Linked DNA regions of Macaca mulatta: region 2 is linked to region 1. A link is a contact called in public Hi-C data. All regions are on one chromosome and are shown on one strand. Each heading gives the region's core, a stretch centred on a gene start, on an enhancer-like site or on the middle of the called end of the contact. The rest is flanking DNA. Distances are from core to core; before and after follow the strand shown. Region 1 holds the start of TMEM59 (transmembrane protein 59). Region 2 holds the start of LRRC42 (leucine rich repeat containing 42).

Region 1 (2,767 bases), core at 128-2,627:
ACATGCTGTAAACCAGAGTAATTACAAGGGTGTAGCAGAGGTGTGCGGAAATTGATAAATGTAAGTCTGTACAGCTATGGGGGAAACAAAGGAGGAGTGGTCAGGTACACTTTGCGGGAGGAGGCATAACAAGAAATAATTCATAGGTCTTTTCACAACAGAACCTCTGGTACCACCTTGCTATCAGTCCTTTGCACATTTCCTCTAGCCCCAGATCCCCTCTCACCTTCAGAGATTCAATCGTGGCCTGCTTGTAAACCTTTCCTCCAGAATCTTTCTTCTGAGGGCTATTCTGGATTCTAGGCGTTCGAACGACGAATTTATCCATTGTTAGGGGCCTCCGACTACCTTGACGTGCTTGCAGCGTGTTCTGGTCAAGAAAGACGGTAGATTCTAAAACCTCACTAAAGACTGCCGTGATATTTGCTCCCCAAAGTAACACAATTGAGTTCTCTGGAAGAATTCATGAATTATGGGGACTCGAGTGGAATTGACAAGATTTCCTCCTGAGGAACTTCCTAAGAATTGAAACTGTAAACAATCATCAGCCTACGTCCTGGGTTAGGAGGTTCCTAGATTCCAGAAGTGCACGCTCTAGGGGGGATTCCAATATTGCGGGGATTGGCCCAATATTGGAATCCCACCTAGAGCGTGCACCTAAGCCCTCTTCCAATTAAGATTGGGCTGTGGAAGGGTTAGGATTACACTAGGCTCAATGCCGCCCTCTTAACAATCACCTCACCACAGCCACAATCCCAAGGGTTGCCCTGGTAATCAGCAACTGACAACTACCTCCAGAACACAGCAGGGAGTCTCACAATACGCAGCCATCCCCTGGAACAAACTGCTTGGTGGTCAGAGGACCCTACCCACGGCTGTAATCTCTGGATCCCCGAACAAGGAGAAACCCCATCCTCCTCGTTCTCAGCACTCAGGATCCCGGGTAGGGGCACCTAACAACGGCCTGGCGTGAGACCCACCAGGAAAAGCAGCCCTGGCAGCTGCTGTTGGCGCCCTCCAGACTGCAACCCCGTAGGCTCCCAAGCCCAGTCGTCTGTGTTGAAACTAAATAGACGCTTCCTCCCAGGGCTGTAGTTCCTCTGAAGAAACTCCGCCGGCCCTCGCGCCTCTGGCCCACAGCGAACCACATTCCCCAGAATGCACTACGAAGAAATGCGGGCAGAAGGCGCGCCGAGGGCGGCTGTAGTTTTCCGAGACCAACTTTCCCGACAGCACCGTGCGCCTCCCGCCTACGGAGAACTACATGCCCCAGCCTGCCCCGCGAAGGGAAGACAGGCGGACCCGCTTCGCGCTAATGCTCGCGATGGTTGAATTCCCCGCCTCACGCCCGCCTAGGAGAAGTTAGTAGTCCCAGAGGTGGGGCAGGAGGCGGCAGTTTCAGGCGGGTCAGGGCGGAGCTGAAGCGACGGCGGAGGCGGAAGCAACGGTCGGCGGGGCGGAGAAGGGGGCTGGCCCCAGGAGGAGGAGGAAACCCTTCAAAGAAAACAGCAACAAGCTGAGCTGCTGTGACAGAGGGGAACAAGATGGCGGCGCCGAAGGCGAGCCTCTGGGTCAGGACCCAACTGGGGCTGCCGCCGCTGCTGCTGCTGACCATGGCCTTGGCCGGAGGTTCGGGGACCGCTTCGGCTGAAGCATTTGACTCGGTCTTGGGTGATACAGCGTCTTGCCACCGGGCCTGTCAGTTGACCTACCCCTTGCACACCTACCCTAAGGTAGGGCCCGTCCGGAGCGGGCTGCGACCCTTCCCTGGCCGCCCATCTCTCGGCTCCCCACACTTATGTCGGCTCTGGCAACCTGGCTGTTCAATCCGCCTTTCAACCGCTGTCTCCCATCTGTGTAGCTCCTGTTTTCCTCCCTAATCCTGCCTGCACCCCAGTTCCTGCTGTCATTACCGGAAGTTTGTCCTGCACTACCCTGTGATAGGCTGAGGGACACAAAGATGAGAAAGACGCGATCCCTTTCCTCTGGGAGCTAGCCGGGCAGCAGGGGAGTCGAGCACTCAGAGGGAGGAGGATAGAGGAGGATATGGATGGTTAATGCAGGGTCCTCGCCTTAAGGAGCCTAAGGGGGGTTTGTAGAAAGGGAGGCGCAGATAAGCGAGTCCACAAATGATTGATTCATAACCTTTGTTTACTAAGCGCCTCTCGGGATCGGGAGCGTAGTCTTCAGGGAGTCAGACAAGTAGACAATTCCACTGAAGTATAAAAAGCGTCACGAAGGCGGCTCAAGGAGTAGCGAGACGCCCAGGAATGCTGTCTGCCTATGTTGAGTTACTGTGTCCAAGACGCTGCCAAGAGGGACTGGGTTAGAGAAGAGGCAGTTAGGTGTCTGCCTACCAGAAACTGACCACTCAGTGCAGGAAACGGGGGATTCGTGGAGTGGGTAAAGAAACGAGACTGTAGACAGGAGAGGGTTCGCAGCTTACGGAGAGGTAATGGCCTCCTCTCTATGCTTCCCCCCTTTTTAAGTACATACCTAACCCTCTTCACGTTGGTTTTTCAGCGTAAGATCTCTGTTTACTCAACATTCTAAATTGTTTGATGATTCCCACCACACGTTTCCCATGTATGATTTGAGTGTATGCCTTCCCCCACGTTGTTTTATGAGAGCTTTTGTTGATGTTACTGGTGGTTTCCTCTTCGTTTTTCCTTCATCTCCTGTATGCTATTTGCTTAACCATTGTGGCTAGACCTCCTTGCTCTCTAAAACTGGAGTGGCTACGGAGACAGTTCCAGTGAAGCTTAGG
Region 2 (2,767 bases), core at 172-2,671, 110 kb after region 1:
CAACAATCCACCTTCATTGTTCTGTGTGTCCCCATTCTTCAATTTTCAACTTTCCTCACTACTTTTTTCCTATAATATGCACTTTACTGCCTTCTCATCCATACCTTTTCCTCTCTCAGGCTCCCTACTGCCCCCCAAGAACATGCCAATCTCTCCCACAATGTGACTCTTAACAACTCTAGCGCTTCTCACACCAAAAATCCTAACCCCACTCCCTTCGCTCACCTCAGCTCCCCTGCCCGCCTCAAGCCTCAGACCCTTCCAGCCCTTCCGTGCTCCTGCTGAAAGGTGGCTTGCTTGTTCCACAGACCCAACCCTTCCAACCTCCAATCTCCCAACCTCCACCTGCCTCCCTTTCTTTCCCCAACTCCTCCACCCCCACTCCTTCCCTCCACCATCTATTCTTCCCGTCTTCCCACTCTAGGGGCTTCCCTCTCCTAGGCCCCCAATCTCTCCAACCCTTTCCTTGCCTTCTGTTCTCAATCTTCAAGACCTTCTTCCTTCACGCCTATCCCTAACTTGGCATTCCACACCCCCAACTTTTCTTCCCTGTCCCCAAGACCCCACCCTCTCTATTCCTATCCTAGCTCTTTTCCTCCTTGAACCCCTAAAATCCCATTTCCTTTCCCCATTCCTTCTTCCCGCTCTCTCCCCACGCGTGCCTCTCCCCGAGTCCACCCAGGCTAATCCTGCTCCCTATCCCACCCCGGCCCCGAACCCCAATTCTCACACGTCCCCATAGCCTGCCCCCGCACCCCTACGCCACCCTTAAATCCATCGTCCACACCCATATACCTCATCCTCCCCTCAACCCGCGCCCCGCCGTCCCTCTCGGGCTTCCCCTCCCCCACCCCGCCGCTCCCTAACACCCCGCCCCCGCTCCCACACGCAACCCGGGGCCCCGCGAGCGGCCCGGCCCGCGGCCGCCACCTACCTGTGCCCCTGCCCGGGGCAGCGAGCGGCAGCTCCTCTGTGGCGGCTCCCTCCTCCCGCGGCGCGGCTGACGGGGAACGGCTCAGCACCCCGGGCACAAAGCTAGGGAGGGTGGGACACAGCGAGGGTGGGAGGAGGGAGAGGGCTGGGGGCAACCAGGCGCTGTGGGACCGCGGGACCGGCGGGGACGGGGGAAAGGCTGGGCCGGGGAGGCGCGCGTGCGCGGGCCCCGGCACGAAGGCGGGGCCGGGTCTAGAGGCGGGGCCGGGCCCCAGGCAGGCGACCCGAGGGCCGAGGGTTTGGAACTAGCAGAGGTGGGCCCTGCGCGTGCGTGCTCGCGGGAGGGCGGATCCCCTGGGTCCTGCGGGCCCCAGGGATACAGCTGAGCTGGGGGAGGGTAGGCAGCGCAAGTCCTGGGACTGCCCTGGGAAAGGCGCTCGGGAGTGGTTGCGCATCTTGGCCCGCGAAGTAATGGGAGCTGGAGAAGGCGGGGTCAAGGGCGGGCGGGGCCTGTGGGAGGCGTGGCGCGAAGAGCTAGGGGTAGGAGGGGCCGAGGCCGCGGCGAGGGGGCGGGGCTGAGGCGGGGTGGGGCCTGTGGGAGGCGTGGCGCGAAGAGCTCGGGGTAGGAGCGAGCGCGCCCGGGAACTCTGCGGAGGCCGCGGCGGCGCGGGGGGCGCGGCTGAGGGCAGGGCGGGCCTGTCGGAGTCGTGGCGCGAAGAGCTCGGGGTAGGAGCGCGCGCCCGGGAACTCCGCTGTGGTCGCGGCGAGGGGGCGGGGCTGAGGGTGAGACGGGGCTTGTGGGAGGCGTGGCGCGAAGATTTCGGAGTTGGAGCGCGCGCAGTCCCGAACTCCGCTGAGGCTGCGGCGAGGAGGCGGGGCTGTGGGTTGGGGCGCTCTGCGTGGGGCGGGGCGAAAGGGAGGTTTCGAGCCAGGAAGGTACGGCGCCCAGAACTAAGGGGAGTCCCAGGCGAGCGGGCCGCGGGGTGGGCAGGCTGGTACCAGGGGGTGTGGGGGCCTGGCCGGGCAAGGCAGAAGGAAGGGGATGCTGGTGGGAAGGGAGCAACAGTGGAGGGTGGTGAAAAGACGAGCAACGGGAGGCGTGGAAGGGCCGTCGCGGGAGGTCTGACGCGGACCCGCCTTCTCCTCTAGACCCTGGAGGCGCCAGTGCCAGGCCTCGAAGCTCTTTGAGGCCAGAAATAGCGTCTTGACCACCAAAAGGGAAAACCAATTGTAAATCGAAATTAATTAGCCTACCAAAATGTAAGCTGTCAGCCGCAACGTAAGCCATCTAGCTATGAATTGTACTTAAGGTCGGGGGCATTTATTATATTCTTTACATACTTTGGGGCGAGGCCTCCACAAGTCTGAGGCTCTAGGGCCCTCGGAAGTCTGTCTCCACAGGGCCTGGGACTGAGGAGGAGGGTTTGGGATGGAGGTGAGAAGGTGGTGCCAGGGCTGGTTTGTCTTGGAAGCGGTGGCCTTGTCCCCGCGGAGACAAGCCGTAGGCCAGGTCCGCGTTTTCTAAAGTACACCACGTTCCCAATGGATGGTACTTGAAAGAGCATGAGGAGTCCAGCTGTAGCACCAGAACCAAGGGGGCTGGTCAGGTTGAAGGTCCTCTAAGGACTTGACCTGAAGAGGTTTGGAGAAAGAAGGACCACAAAGGGCATGTGAGCTAGCGATGAAGGGGTGAACTGGGGACGAAACCAGTGGCCCTAATTTGAAAGACAGGATAAAGCATCAGGGAATTCCAGGGTCAGGGATTGTAAAAAATGGAAAGGATAGCACCCCAGAGTGTACCACCTTTGGTAAACTGCGGCCCTGAGGAAATTAC

Evidence for each region. A called contact is a pair of places that touch in the nucleus more often than the background predicts.
Region 2: a Hi-C map of fetal cortical plate shows a contact between it and region 1, with 1.7 times the contacts expected there. The contact joins the promoter of LRRC42 here to the promoter of TMEM59 in region 1. A contact is called at or near these places in 2 of 14 Hi-C or Micro-C datasets (cortical neurons and fetal cortical plate).

Annotation. Positions count from the first base shown.
Region 1 is chr1:186,557,621-186,560,387 of T2T-MMU8v2.0, forward strand. It overlaps TMEM59 (transmembrane protein 59), which reads left to right and starts at 1,378. Exons shown (of 8, transcript NM_001266204.1): 1 at 1,378-1,733. The coding sequence starts at 1,545. TCEANC2 (transcription elongation factor A N-terminal and central domain containing 2) reads right to left here and starts at 1,120. Exons shown (of 5, transcript NM_001266853.1): 1 at 981-1,120; 2 at 227-370. The coding sequence starts at 328. LOC144333255 (a long non-coding RNA gene) reads right to left here. Exons shown (of 2, transcript XR_013401813.1): 2 at 1,529-2,767.
Region 2 is chr1:186,665,489-186,668,255 of T2T-MMU8v2.0, forward strand. It overlaps LRRC42 (leucine rich repeat containing 42), which reads right to left and starts at 1,422. Exons shown (of 8, transcript XM_001113152.5): 1 at 935-1,422. It also overlaps a transcript of IFT25 not described here.